Regions from separate parts of the Cyprinus carpio genome. Here region 1 is linked to region 2. Evidence: chromatin contacts called from public Hi-C data. All regions are on one chromosome and are shown on one strand. Each heading gives the region's core, a stretch centred on a gene start, on an enhancer-like site or on the middle of the called end of the contact. The rest is flanking DNA. Distances are from core to core; before and after follow the strand shown.

Region 1 (5,323 bases), core at 1,304-3,803, 37 kb after region 2:
TGCAGAAATAAGTCAGGATAACTACATGAAAACCCAGCACTATGTTTCAGTGTATTTACTTTGCCGCACATGTTTGATGACCTTGAATCTAGTGTTTAAACACAACCTTTTACCCTTGGCTGAGGCCGACTTTTTGGGCAATGTGGGCTTGATGTAAAAAAAAAACAAATAATAATAAAATGTAAAAAAAAAAAAAAAAAAAATCCAACTGCAAGCACCATATTCTACTCAATGAACTAACAAACTTTCCATATTTATACAACTTAAAGATAACAAATTGCATGTCTAAAAAAAGTTAAATAAACAGTCTGCTGATTTTCCATTATCTAACACACACATAACATAAACCAACTCCTTTTGTTTAACCTTTTTACTTCACACATAGAATGCAAAAGAAGAGCCAATCAGAGGAAAACATTTAAAACTCTATATATATTTACGGCACAGACACTGGGATAAGCGCTGCCCCACTTTTCAAGTGTTTGAATCAATGATTAATAATGTAAGTTTTGTCTCACTTCAGTACGAACACAACATTCTGACCAGCATTATAAGCGCTTGTGGGTGAAAAGTAAATGTTTTCCTGTAGTACTGAGAAAAGAGAAAATTTACTACGATTCTACTAAACAGACATTTTCATTAAATGTGTTTATGTAAGTTCAAAATAAATTTTTAAGGACACATCTTCATCTTTAAAATAAAACTGTATCAGACTACTGGTACAACATGGGGATACAACCCAAAACTTCACATAAGTAACTAAACGCAGTTTTGATCCATTTGAAACATCTTGAAATTTGCACTGTGTTCACTCTAAAATACCAAACAAAATTAAACTGAAATGTTTAGCAAATAAAGAAAAGTTCTCACCCCATCACAGTGAAACAATAAATTTGGGAGCTATGCAACAGGTGACTGACCCAATATTAAGACCTGGCCCAACAACAATGTATACAAAATACTAATAATATCACACTTACGAACTTTGTGGATTATTGCTGTATAAGGAGTGTTCTGTCGTGGTGTTGTGTGATGGGGTATCAGGAGTGTGTTTAGGATGGCAATGTACACTCAGAAAAATTAAAGGTTTCAAAAAGGGCTTTTTGCAGCAATGCCATAGAAGAATCATTTTTGGGTCCCCAAAGAACCTTTCAGTGAAGTGTTCTTAAAAGAACCTTTTTTTTTAATGTGAAGAACATTTTAAACCTTTTTTCCTCTAGAAATAACTTTTTGTTGAATAGAAAAGTTCATGGATGTTAACAGTTATTCAAGGAACTATGAATGCAAATAAAGAACCTTTATTTTTATGAGTGTATGTTGTCTTTTAACGTGTCAGGAGTGTGATGGTGTGTATCAGGAGCACGATGATTTGTGATGTGTTTTATAGTGCATATAAGGGATGTGTTGGTATATATCAACTGGTAACAGAGTTGCTGGACTGCTGAACAGCCCCATACCTGTTCTCTGGATATACAGGGCAGAGAAGGTCTGCGGGGCATCTTACAACTGCCATAATAACTGCTGGACGTCTCTCCCAAAGAAACACAGCTGGACCTTCTCCTGGGTCTGATGACGGGAACTTTCTCCTCCGCGTTAGGAATCCTGCCGGCCGTCTCCCTCGGTGGGTAATAGTGATCAAAACAGAGCGCCAGCAGAGAGCCGGAGACCCCCGCCATACACGCCAGCACCGGCCTGAGGGACGGAGACAGACAGCCGAGGCTGGTGAAGGACAGCAGCCACACCAGGCTGGCGAAGACCAGGATCAGGACGCTGTGTTTGAGTTTGAGAGTGGGGATGAGAGTGAGCAGACCCACGCAGCCCAGCACAAACAGCAACCTGCCCATCATTTGCATCTGATGGTGCTCCTCTCCCCACTGCAACAAGCGCAAGACCATCAAATCCCCCAAGTAGCATGATGCTGGTAAGGACAAAAGCCAACATCTGCTGCTTTCCCTCTTCGTCCGCCTCAGGTAGAGGGTGAGAAAGAAATACGCGCAGCCGATGCTGAATAAAGGACTGATGGACTGGGAGAAATCAAAGAGGAAAGTCCGCAGCTCCGAGACGCCGTGCTCACTCTGAAAGCTCCAAGAAATGAAGCAGGAGAGCGCCAGGACTGCCAGCGCTCCCACGTAGAGAGCCGAGCCGCGGAATAGTTTGGACTTGAGGATATCCTCATTGCAAAACCTACAGACGTTGAACAAAAAGCCCCTCGGGTGGTCTTGTTTTAACGGAGTGACGCAGCTCTTCACATAGCCGTTCCTGAAGCTCTCCCCGCTGTTTGCATTGCCACCAACACCATCGTGCTGTCTGATTTTACTGTGCAAAACCTCTCCTTCCTCCTGCACAGCCATGTTGTCCTCCTCCAGTGCTCTTTAAACTTTCATTCCTCCGAGATAAATCCTCCGTGTGTCAACGTTTTACTACATGACGGCAAACGCGCTCCATGGTCACTCAAACGTGCTCAGGCATTTTGGCCAGGAGGAAAAGAGGCTGAAATGTTGTTGTTTTTTAGCAGACTAGAGCTCGATGTCGCCGTCTAGGTGCGACAATTTGTAACAATGACTGGAGCGCGAGAGACAGACGCGCGCGCGCGCGCTCTGCAGCGCAGCCAAACCGCGCCGCCTTCATTTTATACCTGTATCTTTCATTTCTAGTAATTTTTTCTTGCCTTAATGCGGTATTTGAACAATACTATAGAATGCTGGATATATTTATATGTGGAAAATACATAACAATACTTAAAACACAGCATATTATGTAGGCTATATATGTGTGAGTGAGTGAGTGTATCCTTAGAAACTTTGGAGTCGTGTGGATGTATACATACGTTGTCTTTATTATTTGTTTATACGCACGATTGTAGCATATGACTGAGCTAAGTCACTAATCAGTCAGGTAAATAGTTGATTATTTTATAATAACGAGACAACCGGCCCTTATGGTTTAAATGCATAAGCACCACAAGAGGTCACTAACATGGACATTATATTACGGCTGAGTTATCAACAGTTTCTTACCAATGATTGGGATCCAGAGGCATAGCTGGCCAAGGAACCCACTAATATTACTGTGTTTTATTTGTAACACTGCATACTGTCTCATCATTATTACTTTAAGCTAATTTTGGTTGAGTTTCTCAAGCCTACTTTTATATTCTTTCAGATCTAAAAGCAAAATCAACCAAAAATGAAATCATCAAATACCAACCAAATACCATTGTGAACTAACATAAATATTTTTTTTATTAACTTAAGGATTACTATGTTAGCTAATGCAGTAACTTAACAAAATGGACCTTATTGTGAAGTGTTGGCCAAATAATATCTTTAAGAACATGTTATATAGTAATATACCATATTCCTTTTGGGAAATATTTTAATTTAAGGTTACACCTTGAGGACTTTATTTGGTGATAATACTGAAGCTATTATTTGCTTGATCTAACTAATCTTGAGATTATAAGACAAGTATAGAAATATAAAGAAAAAAATAAAATTGGTCAATGATCCTTTTGTCTTTGTTCAGTCAACACCTTTTGTCTTTCTGAAAAAAAAAACATAAGAGGATTATAAAGCGGGAAAGTCCCTCTGATGCCAAATGCTTTAGGTAAAAAGAAACTGTTTCCTTATCTAAGATGTGGTCTTTCCTTTACAGCATGAACACCAAGAGAGGTTTGTTTAATGGTCCTAAAATTACTCACATTTATAAAAAGATCCAGATATAGAATTTTATAAAAATGTAATATATTTATTCCATATGGTGAGCAAGAACAATTCATGCACTTGGCTGGAAAATTGGTTTGAAATTGTGGTTCTTGCATTATGGTTCAATTATGATCTCAAATAATGTAGACTAATGCTGGTTCCATAATGCATTGAAACTGACCTCATTTACTTTACTTCTGTGCTATCTTAAGAGCTTTTCCATGATTCCAGCTGCACAAGTGAGGTGGTTGAATAGACAAGTCAATAAAACCATCAGTCATTCTTGTGTGAGGATCATAACGTATCTTCAATTTTCATGGAACTGTTCAGCAGGAGGCTATGACATTATATGCATACACAAATGTATATGTACACTCTAAATAAAAAAGTATTTAAAAATAGGGTTGCCTGTACTGTGTTAATATGAGGGTATGAAGGTCTGTATTGAATTTTCACAGGTGTTTTCAATGCATTTTGAATTACATGTTATGCGGTGTTGTGTTTTGTTACAGGAAAAGTCTGTAAACTGAATGGAAAGGGTCCTGGCAGAAAATTACCAGTATCTTTTCCATTTTTCTACAGATTTCCTTACAGTGTAATATGATAAAACATATGTTATATAATTTGTATTATATAATTAATAGGCTATATAACATTTCCCAACAGACGTATATGTGCATCAGAACAACAGCAGGGCCTATACAAGAAATCATCCTTTAATGGGCCTAATATACGCTTAAAATGTTATCGTTCAATATTTATATCCATTTTCTCAAAAAATATTATATGTGATTGTTAATTACAATTAGGCTAATAGTCCAATATTATTCTATTTTTTTTTATATATATATTTTCTATTTTGCTTTTACAACTAGCTGAAATAAAATCTATTTAGGTATTTATTTATTCATTTGTAATGGTTTTAGGTTTAGTTAACTATAAAAACCCCGTTTCACAGTAATAAATTCGAATCGTTTGTGTGTTGTTTAACCTTCTCGCTTCAGACATTCGGTTTTAATTTTTCCTTATACATCTTGACCAACAAATGGATAATTAAGCATAATATTCCAGTATAAACAAGTAGAACATAATCACAAACACATACACAGCTCCAGTCACGAACATACTGTACTCTGCAACAAACTTTCGCGTTTTCGTAACGCTCCGCGTGGTTTGGACCGTCTGGCTCGCTGTAGTATTGATGTGGCCAGGTCAGACAGGTTCCACGTCATTCGAAAGAATCGCTCCAGACACGGATGTGCATACAGAAGAAGAGAGAGGCATAAGACCTGTTTAAAAGGTAATAAATTAGCAACTTTACAAGAGAGCGCATTAATAAAAGACATTTTTTTGTTATTTTGAGCTGCTTCGAGTACGGAAGCACTGGTTGTCTGTGCTCGGTTTTATCGCAGACAGTTAAGTTATCGTGCTAAGTTAGCTGCTACTGTAGCAGTGATGTCGACTGATCGCGCAGTCGGTAATTTAACTGTATAGTATTAACTGTGTTATCAGGATGTGTTATTAAACAGCAGTGCTGATATTAATACGTTTCGATTTTATATTTACTGCACAACATGGTACAAGTTAGTCTTCTGCCACGGCTGGCAAACTAGCTGCTA
Region 2 (5,023 bases), core at 133-2,632:
AGTAATAAAGTAGAGTGGCAGCACTGCTGCAACCTGCATGTGTGCATGCTAACACGTGTGTGGTAAAAGTGCACAGCGAGCATTTCCTCCAGGCTTTGACGTCATTTGGCAAGCTTTATGTGAGCCAGAATGAGGGTTATCCACTTGCAGGTCAGCCGAAGTAATGCGCAGCGGGCAGATGGAGGGGCTACAGGCCTCAGCATGCTAACAGGCTACAAACTGTCCTCAGATGGACGATATGAGGCTCATTCAGACATAAAGAAAGTGAGATGAGATGCTGGTCTATATGTAAAGGAAAACAAAGATTACTCTCTTATTCTGGGCTGTATATAAAGCATAATAAAATAAAATTCACACACAACTAATATAATATAATATAATATAATATAATGTAATATTATATAATATACAGTATTTATAAAACATAAATGTATTTAACATTTAGAACCAGACATTCTGAATGAATGATTACTATAAAAAGGAAAAATCACATTAGAAATTCATTATACCAACATTTTTTATATACATTTTATTAAATTATTTCCATTTTATACATTCGTTAACACTTTACAATAAGGTTCCATTAGTTAATGTTAGTTAATGTGTAAACTAATAAGAACAAACAATGAACAATACATTTATTACAGTATTTATTCATCTTTGTTCATGTTAGTTAATGAAAATACAGTTGTTCACTGTTAGTTCATGTTAATTCACAGTGCATTAACTAATGTTAACAAGCACAACTTATGATTTTAATAATGCATTAGTAAATTAACATTAGCTAAGATTAATAAATGCTGTAGAAGTATAGTTCATTCTTAGTTCATGTTAAATAACATAGTAAACTAATGTTAACTAATGAACCTTATTGTAAAGTGTTACCAATGGAAGAACATCACAAAGGTTCATAAAAAGTCAAATAAAAACAAACATACTTGAGTGGCCTGGATATTGGCTAGTTGAGCAAGAATGTCACGGGACTGCACTTACCTAATAAACCTTACATAAATTGTGCTGATGAAATACTGAAACGTGTCGAACAGCTAAACAGGAGTAGAACTGACCTGATATTGTGGCTTGTACCATTGTTTCAGGTCCCAGTCCCACAGGATCATCTAAAGGACACAAAACAAAGCACATTTCATTCACAACTGCCACCCTGCACAAAACCTATGGAAAGTTAAGACAAAGCAGCAGCTAAATGAGTTATTTTTACATTGCTGAAGTGCCTATAACCATGTAAAAATAAACACATTTCTAGGTATTGGTATGAACAACCATTTGATGTGTGAGTGAATGTTTTGTCAACACCTGAGCAATGCTTCTTGTGTGCTGAAAGCTGCTGAACGAAAACCTTTCTGGTGCTTGCAGGGTAAAAAAAAGAAAAAGAAAAGAAAACCACTGTAACCACAATGAGACGTCAACAATAGCGCTCGCAGATCTTATCTAGCCAAACTACGTCATTTGACTCCATTTCCACGTTATCTGTCTCAGAGGCTCAGAGGAAAGTCACCCAACAGAAGCCAAGTCCCACAACACTATCACCAAGATAGTTCGCAGACTGTGTCTGTTTTCTGGTGCCATGGAGTTAGCAAAGCAACTTTTACAGTTAATCTGAAAAACAAGTTGTCTAAATATATTACATTTACATTTATGCATTTAGCAGACGCTTTTATCAGAAGTGACTTACAGTGCATTAAGGCTATACATTTTATATATGATTGATTAAAAATATGATCAAATGGTCTTGCAGCCTTTTGAAAATTTAACTAATCCATTATATACCAAATTAGAGGCCCAAACCTCAAAACAAACTTGCACAAGTCACAATCAACACATTTAGCAACAAAACAAATAGTATAGATTTTAGGTGCTATAACTAATAAGTAAATACATTTCTGGCAGTTTATATTATATTTTTGCAACACAGAAATTCTACAGTCCTACAAAGTGATAAATTATTATTTTTTAAAAGGACAAATATTCCATGCAGTTTTATGTCCTCATATTAATTAGAAGATAGCATGTAGGCCTATACTTTTATAAAAACAAGCGTTATCTTATCATTTATTTATTTATTTATTTTGCACAGAGTCTGGTTTACTTCTGGTTACCACAAAAAAGGGAGATAAAATCTTTTCTTTAAGGGATGTGGAAAACTTTTTTTTAGGGAACACTGGCATAAATGAATTTAGCAACAAAGCAAACACCAATTAACAAGAGTTCAACATCATTATCAAAACAGAGACATGTCACAGTTCACAAATCAGCCAAGCAAAGTTTGAGAGAGTTCTCGGCCAACAAGGGCTCATATGTAAGCGGTCGCCATGTTAAACTCAAAGTCACTGTAGCTGAATGGCAGTGCAGAGTAAAACCACATGGGGGAGTACTGGTGATATCCACGAGGAGAGCCTGGTTTCTCCACACAACAGACAAAGCAGAAGTCCCCAGCACCTGCGCTGGCCATGTCATGTGTCACTTCCAGCAGCTCTGATCTTTAAAACCAGCAGCACTCTTAGGCACTCAGATCTGTCCAAAAGACATGACCACAGACTCAGAGAGCGACAGTTGGAGTTGATCGAAACACACTCACCTGTTTTAACTGAATAAAAAAAAAAACCAAAAAAAAAAAAAAAAAAACCAATAAACCATCCCAAGACACAAAAGACGACTCATTGGAGTTCAAATGACTTAATTCCATGTCTGGAATGGGATTTAATTATGATGTGGACACAGTGGCCTCTTGCTCTCAAATCAGATGTTTTTCTGATCAGACAGAGATGATCACACGGTTAGCTGTCAGCATCTTAACGCCATCAGACATTTAGTATGGCAAATAAGCTCTACCATGGCAACCTGAGAGAGGCCAGCAAACAATAGTACAAACGTCATTGCAACCAGGATGGCGGGAGATAGACAGAAGAGAAACGTGTCAGAAAAGGTGTCTGATGCCTTCTCTCTCATTCACAGGGAAGGTTTTGTGGGTCAGAATGACCACTTAACATCAGACTGGTCACATACGTTCCCATTAAATCAAGCATGTGGCATCGAGCTACATACGTACATGAACACAGACTCGAGTCTCACCCCCTCTGAATGCCACACAATGTCACAGAGTTACACAGAGCAAATCTCTCTACTTTTGTTCTTTATGGTCTGTTGAGCTAGTAAACTTCACAGATGGGACAGAGATTAACAGAAGAATAAAGGTGGGTCAGTTTCATAAAATCTGCTTCCTTGAATATGTTAAAATATTTTGACTCTGGTATGCCTGGTATTAAGATCTGTTTGGGTGAAGTGAACAGCATTAAATGCAGGTGTAATAAATGGGGTCCAAAAAGTTTTGTGAGCTAACTCGTACATCTTTGAAAATGCATGTGCTCACACATTGCATTTGGAGCGTAACTGCTAATCCATCCTGATACAGTACCATTCAAAAGGTCTTTAAGATTTTAGTGAGGTGTGGGTTACACTGATCAAAAGTGACAGTAAAGAAATTGTTTCTACAAAATAAATCAATAAATAAACAGCAAAACTTTTTTTCAACGTTCATAACGATACTGTACTTTTTATAAGCAAATTAGCATATTAGAATGATTTCTGAAGGATCATGTGACACTGAAGACTGGAGTAATGGCCACATTAAAAATTCTGCATTGCCATCACAGAAATGACTTACATTTTAAAATGTATTCATATTAAATCAGAAAATAGTTTAAATTGAAATAATATTTCACTATGTTAGTGTTTTTACACTATTTTAGACCTAGTAAATGCCGCCTTGGTGAGCATAAGAGTCTCCTTTGAAAAATATTTTAGATAAATTAACTGATGTTGAGATGCAGTGAGACAGCTGAGGTAAAGTTAACACAGATACTCTTTTTAAAAAGACAATTCCAATTACAAACATCAAGTTTGTTTTTAGATTAAAATAACACTATGCAGACTTTCCTTGTACACTCTGACGTAGTCAGTGATGTATGTAGTCATGAAATCAGAGACTCTCCCCTTGAAATCCGATCACAAGTGGTCACAGGAGACGCACTTAAGATTCATGTAACTACTAGGTGTAAACACCTGTAAAAAGTTTAAACATATTGTCTTTCCTTAACTCCATGTGAGTGTGCAATCTCAATCACTATTTTCAAAAAAGTGTCAAATATTAAATAAAGTAAAAAAAAAAAAAGAAGAACTTACGAATCTCATGAATATTGATAACTGTATTACAACTGTAATACTGTAAAATATATTATAATTTAATATAACTGTTTTCTATCTTAATGTATTTTAAAATGTTGTAATTTCCATATTCTTGTGATGGTAAAGCTACATTTTCAGCAGTCATTACTCCAGTCTTCAGTGTAACATGATCTTTCATTGTAATATGCTGATTTGGTGCTCAAGAAACCTTTATTATTATTAATGTTGATAACAAATATTTTTGTGGAAACTGTGATACATTTTTCAGGGTTCCTTGATAAATAAAAAGTTCAAAAGAACAGCATATTATTTAAAATGGAACATTTTTTAACAAATGTAAAAAGTCTTTGCTGACACTTGCATCCTGATGAATAAAATTATAAATTTCTCTAAAAAATAAAAATTGTATTGACAAACTGTATTTAATCCATTTTTATAAAAACAGATTAAGACAGAAAAAAAAAATCATCTCTGGACTCACTGAATATTTTTTTCTTATTAAAATACAAGCAAAAACCAGCAGTCAAAACACCCATACATGTACATGCGTAGAAATACACTTCCTTAATCCGACCCACATGCAAAACAGAGCCTTGTTCTTTTAAGAACAGAAAACCTGCATTGTGGGAAAAATGTGTCATACACTACTTGCATTACAAAGCAACGAAACAGTTAAAACACTCAAAAGTAGACTCTAGTCTACAGACATTCGCCTACATAAGGTCAAAGACATCATGCTTTGCGTAAACCTAATGCTAACACATATGACATGTGGGAACTGTGGTGACAATGAGATTAAATAAAAATGAGTTGTCAACAA

The links. A called contact is a pair of places that touch in the nucleus more often than the background predicts.
Region 1: a Hi-C map of skeletal muscle shows a contact between it and region 2, with 3 times the contacts expected there. The contact joins the promoter of LOC109093852 here to the enhancer-like site in region 2. A contact is called at or near these places in 5 of 8 Hi-C or Micro-C datasets (liver, red blood cells and skeletal muscle).

The regions. Positions count from the first base shown.
Region 1 is chrA7:16,470,414-16,475,736 of ASM1834038v1, forward strand. It overlaps LOC109093852 (cGMP-inhibited 3',5'-cyclic phosphodiesterase B-like), which reads right to left and starts at 2,554. Exons shown (of 16, transcript XM_042759972.1): 1 at 1,458-2,554. The coding sequence starts at 2,351. It overlaps LOC109061084 (coatomer subunit beta-like), which reads left to right and starts at 4,855. Exons shown (of 22, transcript XM_042759973.1): 1 at 4,855-5,004.
Region 2 is chrA7:16,434,094-16,439,116 of ASM1834038v1, forward strand. LOC109093852 (cGMP-inhibited 3',5'-cyclic phosphodiesterase B-like) reads right to left here. Exons shown (of 16, transcript XM_042759972.1): 2 at 1,068-1,118. Among protein-coding and RNA genes, the nearest start is that of LOC109102218, 31 kb to the left of the region's middle. Within about 2 kb of position 1,383, at least 2 of the 8 cell types and tissues checked have an H3K27ac peak or open chromatin away from gene starts, as enhancers often do.